Regions from separate parts of the Mus musculus genome. Here region 1 is linked to region 2. A link is a contact called in public Hi-C data. All regions are on one chromosome and are shown on one strand. Each heading gives the region's core, a stretch centred on a gene start, on an enhancer-like site or on the middle of the called end of the contact. The rest is flanking DNA. Distances are from core to core; before and after follow the strand shown. Region 1 overlaps Tbc1d2b (TBC1 domain family, member 2B). Region 2 holds the start of Adamts7 (a disintegrin-like and metallopeptidase (reprolysin type) with thrombospondin type 1 motif, 7).

Region 1 (3,158 bases), core at 652-3,151, 85 kb after region 2:
CACCCTGAATTCACTTTCAGTGTGGATTCTCAAATACTATGAGAACCTGCAGGCACACCCTTGTTTCTTAGTGGATATGAAGGTCTCTATATGTAGGCAGTTGGTTTGTATCTTTCCATGTAATAATCTGAAGCTAGGTCCTTGTCCAACCCAATCCAGCAGACAATGGGAAATGGTGTTTGAGAGGCCAAGCTGTGAAGGGATAACAGACAAAACACAAAGAGGCACAAAGTCACCCCACTCTCTGATGCCTGACTGAAAAACTGAAAAAGCATACGGGTGACAGTCTCTTACTCTAAAGGCACGAAATACTACAGGAGCATATGCAGTCACGTGACAGTGCCCGCCCACTACCAGCTATTCAGCCCAGCTTAAGAGTAAGGCTCTGATGGCCATGCGCTCAGCTCCCCTTATTCCCTTCTAGATATCTGCTGTGGCCAGAAGGAACTGCCATGGGGGAGTCACTGCTAAGGAGAAGCTGAAGGTTTCTGTGAAGGCATCCTCTTGTGACATGAGGGCCACCCCAGAGACAGCAAGCGCGAATCAGAATGCTAGTCCTAAGAATGGGACAATGGACGTGGCCAAGGAGTCAGTGCTAGAGCTTTGAACTGCCCATGAGTGAGAAAAATAATGTTGTTTTTGTTAATCCAGCTTCCTATCTAATGTAGTGAAACACAATCCTCACCCATTCAAAATCACATTATCAGGTGAGTGAGTGAAGGAGTGCGTGCGTGCATGTGTGCGTGCGTGCGTGCGTGTGCGTGTATCTCTACCCTTAGCAATGGGTTTTCCCTTTCAATCCTTGTGATGTGGAGGGTGGACACACTTTGTTTTCACGGCACAGTGTGCACTCCTGTAGTAGTGGATAAGTGACCTGCTCAGAGCCCGACAATCAGTAAACTTCAGAGTCAAGACTTGGAGCCAGGTCCACAAGTCTCCGACAGAATCACCTTCTGAGTCAGAACTTGGCTTTCCCTGCACCTGCATCTTTCTCTCTCCACCCTGACTTCAGGTGCCTGGAGGGTCATGAATGGGTGGACACACCGGCTATAAATGCACATGTTTGGCAGGGAGAGATGACTGGGCGACCAGGAGTCAAAAGCATGTTTTAGTTTTCATGCAAACCAGTGCTAAGAAAAAACGGTCATCTTTCAGTAAGCTAGTCTTGAGCCCAGTTGGGCTAAAGCGGGCGGTAACTAGAGCACAGCTACAAACAATTACAGGACACTACTACAGAACCACAATATTTATCTTTTAACCAGTTCCTCCCCACTGAGGATGAAATGAAAGGGTCTGAAATGCAGACTTCTCTTTAGCAAACAGTTTATGTGCGCAATCCATTGTGTATATGCCATGTGTGTCCTGCTGCTCCCAGAGACCAGAAGTGGGCGTGGATCTCACAGAACTAGATTGCAGGCAGTTGGGAGCCAACTTACATGGGTGCTGGGAACCACACCGAGATCCTCTGAAAGAGCAACAAGCATTCCGAACTTCTGAGCCATCTTGATAGTCCCTGGTCTTCTTGACTTTCTACTTCAGAATTTTACATTTTCTGCCTTTAGATAAAGATCTCAAATGTTAAGGCCAGCCAGCAAGCTCTCCCAGCCCATTCCAGGATTGGCTTGGCAGGCCCTAAGCATCGTGTCCTTAGAGAGGCCCCCGACAACGCCAACGCTGAGCTCAGCCCACGCAAGGGCCCAGGCTGCCCTGCATTTGCCCTGACACTTCTTGCTTTTCTCTGCACAAACATTCTGGCTGACAGGAACACTTGAGGGGAGAAACTGGCAACGACTTCAGGCACCTGCTGAACGAGCAAACAGCACAGCACAAACTCTAAGCACCCAGAGCTGGGATCCCCAAACCAGAGAAGGAGCAGATGACTCCTCTCCCTCCCCCCACCTAACCTCGGTTTTGCAAGGAGGCAGGACAGACATGACAGAGGGAAGCCACCTTTCAGCAGCACACCCGAGTCCTTGCTGGAGAGGACTGAAGCCACTAGCACGGAGGCTGGCCATGCCCTCCAGTTTCTTCCTCAGGTTCTGAGTGACCCTGAGACTGAGGGAGAGCTTCTAGTCACAGAAACAATGCTAATGGTGCCCTTTGAATACCTCAGTTGATGGGCTGGGAGAACAGGCAGGAAGATTAGGATTTCAAGGTTTTCTTCAGCTACAAAGTGAGTTTGAGGCCAGCCTGGACTACAAGACTCTGTCTCAAAAAAACCAAATAAACAAACAAACAAACAAAAAAAACCCCAAAAAACAAATTTTAAAAAAAGGGTGCAGTTCAGCTGCTGGAGTGCTTGCCTACTACACTCCAGTAACCCATAAATCAATGTAGTGGTGCAAACATGTAATCTAGCAAGGGGAGGTTAAGGCAGGGTGATCAGGAGTTCAAGGCTAGCCTAGAACAATGAAAATAAAAATTAATTAATAAATAAAATAAAATAAAAAACCAAACAAACTAAGGCTTGGGCAGCAGGAAGCCACGTGCACTTGAATATAAAGGGTGCCCTTCCACTCTGAGGAGAACTGGAATACTAAGACTCCATGACAAGGGCTCCTAGAAAAACATCCACAGGTACAGACAGACACAGTGTCTTCTCACTGACTAGATAGACAGTCTGCTAAAAACAAAACGGAACAAAACACCACCACTACCACCACCACCACCACTACCACCACCACCACCACCACCCACCCCCAACCAGGAAAGCCAGGCTGGCAAATTCGAGAGCCTAAGATGGCGATTCCAGAAGAAAGCAGCAGCTCTGTGCTCAGAATTCAGACGGCACTGCTCTTGCGCTGCCGAGCAGAGCGTCCACAGCTTTTCACAGGAGTGCTAGAACAAACCCTGTACTGGTTTTCAATTTGAATGTGTACTCCTTTGCAGTGTTAGCACAGGCCTGCACAGTGTCACACAGCTTTAACCCCAGCACTGCAGAGGAAGAGGTAGGCGGATCTCTATGTGTTTAAGGTCACCTTGGTCTACACAGTGAGTTACAGGCTAACCATGGCTGCATAATGAGACTCTTAACTCAAAAGAAGTAACTAAGAACACAAATACAAGGCTGTCAAGATATCTCAGTGGGCAAACGTGCTTGCTGCTGAGGCTGATGAAATCTCTGGGACCCATACGGCAGGGAGAGAAAAGGGACACAT
Region 2 (3,031 bases), core at 363-2,862:
GGCTTGTATGAGGGTAGATGAGGGACTGAGGAGGAGGCAACTGCTATGAACAACCCTCTGGAGAAGCTTGAGAAGAGGGCAGAGGGACAAGTAGGAGTTACAAGGGATGCGTAGCCACAGGGGGTACATCAGTGTCTACTAGGGATAGAATGTTTTAGACTGAGGGTTAGTAGCTCATGGAAACCATGGACAGAAGAAAATATTGGAACTGAATCCTTTTGGGAAGACGGAGGGAGAGGGTTGCAGAGTCCTGGTGAGATCATTTTCCAACAGTGCAAAGTGTTTGCTCTGCATATTCAGAAAGAGAAAGTAGGTGCCAGCTTTCCGTACCTTTGCACTGGGTGGGAGATGTTCAGGAAGATGGGATAGCCTTTGTTGTTCCTGCCACTGTCAGAGGTGGGGGGGTGGGGGGGGAGAGGGAAGATGGAGCCCGAAGAGGTCAAAGGGTAAAGAGAAGAAAGATGACAAGGGACTAGAGGACACAAAACGAAATAAACCAACAACAATCTCCGCTGCAGGGGATGTCACAGCCTCAGGTGGTACCAAGACCTAAAAGAACTAAGATGGAGACATTGAGGATGACTGTGAGGAGAGCAGATGTCGATGCATTACACACATCTCCCTAGAGCTAAGAGAGCCGGACAGCAGAGAGATACAAGTGAGCTCTCTGGTAGGAGAAACACCATGAAACTGCCAATGAGCCGTATGGGTCCCTGTGTACCTTGGTGGGCACAAAGAGTGGCCAAGGGGGAGAAGAAGGATTGTACAAGTACATCACTGTCAGGGTAGAACCAGGCTCAGTGAAGGTGTGTGTGTGTGTGTGTGTGTGTGTGTGTGTGTGTGTGTGTGTGTGTGTGTGTGCGCGCCCGCGCGCGCCCGCGTGCATGTTCTCCTGAGTCTGCTCCTGGAAGTATAGGCTAAAGGGGATGTGGATTAGGGCCACCAAGGACAGAAGATTTTTAGGAATATGAAGCAAGGTTGGCTGGCTTTCAGGCTACCAGGGTCCCTTCTGAAAGTCTGTAGCCACTGTCTTGGCCCACCAGAGTCTCTAGGCTGTTGGCAGAACGCTGTGCCGAGTCCAGGGAAAACAGACATCTGAAAGCATCTGGAGGCAAGGAATCAGCGAACTGCTGCCCAGTCTAGAAGGGCCCAAGTCTTTCTCCTAGGTTGACTTTGGACACAAATCTAGAATCCCCCGGATCGTGCCTCCTTGCTGTGCCATCTCCGTTCCTTGGGGGTTTCCAGGTTTCTTTCTCTGAAGGGCAGGCATTCTTTGCCTGGGACGCATACCCAAGAATGTCTCTTGAAGCATAGATAGTGACAAGAAACTGCAGAACTCCAGATTTTTTTTGGGAGGGGACGGGGGGGGGGGTAGATCTCGGAGGATACAGACGGCCTGGGCGCGCACCACCGCCAGGGGGACGTCTGTAGCCCTGCGGGCGGTCCGGAGCCTGAGTTGGTAGGGTGGGGACCGTGCTCTGCAAGAGGTGGCCCGCCCGCAGGGCGCTGAGGCCTGGCGGGGGCGGGGCGAGACCGGTGGGGGCGGGGGCAGGAGCCCGCCGGGCGGGGCGGGGGTGGGCGCCCTGCTCCCCCTCCCGCCCTCCCTCCTTCCTTTTCTTTCTTTCTTTCTTTCTTTCTTTTTTTTTTCCTGGGCTTCTCGCTCTCTTTCTTTGCCTCGGCAGCTGGCTGAGGGGGCGGGCCTTGCAGTCTTTGTTGCCGGAGGAGCGAGTGCAGCTGCCCGGCGGCTAGAGTCAGGACCCGGACCTTGGGAAGAGTTTAAAGCCAGGCATGTCCTGAGTCGGACCCAGGCCCGGCTGGGACGCAACGGCGTAGACGAAGGAGTGCACAGGGGTCGTCCTGCGGCCACCCCGTCCGGGCCATGCACCGTGGTCCGAGTCTCCTCCTGATCCTGTGCGCTCTGGCGTCCCGCGTCCTCGGACCTGCATCAGGTGGGTGGCTGAGCCTCTGGGACCCGTCTGACCCTGCCACCCTTTCTGCAATCCCAGCCGCTTCTCTGTGCACCCCGCGCAGGACCGGCTTACTCTGAGACTAGGGATCAGCTGGGGTCGTGTTGGCAGCTGAGAGAAGCTGCACCTACCGGGAGCCATCCTTCAGTTGTCCACTCAGCTGGCATCCGGGACTTGCCACTGGAGTGAGCTTGCACTCTCTTCGGGCTTCGGCTTCCCTGCCGCGCGTGCTGCGCTGAGTGCATCTTTCCCAGGAGAGCGCTCCTCCGAGTGGGCTGGACGATTCGCGCGAGACGGCTTCTTACACACTCCTTCGGGGTGACTCTCCTGGAAAGCAAACTAGCCAGGACGCTGCTGGGGACCGCGCCAGGTCGCAGGTCTACCGGGGTCCGCCGCCTCTCCTCCCAGCTAGGCGGACGTGGGGGTCCGAGTCCCCATCGCCTTTGCATTTCCTGTTTCCCCCTCCCCCAAGTGTTCAAGGGAGGGGAATGGGGGAGCCTGAGCTTCTTCCTCCGCCCTGGGTTAACTCTCCCAGCCCCGCCTGGCCGGCCGGCCTCCGACGAGCCTCTGGCCAGCATCCAGGCTCTTGTTTGGCCGCGACCTGCGTTGTAGCGCGCTTCTGGAGAGTCCGGAGCAGCGGGCCTGGGACTGTGAGAGTCAGGGATGTGGAAGACCCCAGAGCCCGTGTTTAGCACGCTCCAGGCCAAATGGGGGCTGGTTATGTATCTGCAGGTGAGGGATTCAAGGGTATGACAGGGGTGACGGGACTGGAGGGATGAATGAACTCTTGAGTGAGTTGGACCAATATGCATGGGGCAGGGGTGACCTCAAGGAAGATCTGCCCTGAGCCTGATTAGGCCATTTGCCATCCTGGTCAAGATACTGTAGCTGTGGGCCTGGATGCCAGGGACATTTAAAGCACCGAGGAGAACAGCATTTTGGGATTAATCTAACAGTAACATTCGAGAAGTCTGGGTGTGTGAGTGTGTGAGTACCTGCTGGGACCTAGCCTTAACACATTCTTATTTCTCAAAATCTGTTATCAGAACTGCAAGGCAACCAAC

What was found. Hi-C and Micro-C count contacts between places; a contact is called where the count stands out from the background.
Region 1: a contact with region 2 is called in a Hi-C map of uterus, with 2.3 times the contacts expected there. The contact joins the enhancer-like site here to the promoter of Adamts7 in region 2. A contact is called at or near these places in 1 of 39 promoter capture datasets (liver), 4 of 484 Hi-C or Micro-C datasets (liver, myocytes, nephron progenitors and 1 more), 1 of 115 datasets of contacts at active chromatin or transcription factors (embryonic stem cells) and 2 of 9 other capture datasets (adipose tissue and liver).

The regions. Positions count from the first base shown.
Region 1 is chr9:90,245,645-90,248,802 of GRCm38.p6, forward strand. All of the region lies in intron 2 of Tbc1d2b (TBC1 domain family, member 2B), which reads right to left. Among named protein-coding and RNA genes, the nearest start is that of Tbc1d2b, 24 kb to the right of the region's middle. Within about 2 kb of position 1,902, at least 13 of the 459 cell types and tissues checked have an H3K27ac peak or open chromatin away from gene starts, as enhancers often do. A contact at or near this core is called in uterus, where this site is marked.
Region 2 is chr9:90,161,366-90,164,396 of GRCm38.p6, forward strand. It overlaps Adamts7 (a disintegrin-like and metallopeptidase (reprolysin type) with thrombospondin type 1 motif, 7), which reads left to right and starts at 1,613. Exons shown (of 24, transcript NM_001326351.1): 1 at 1,613-1,949. The coding sequence starts at 1,880.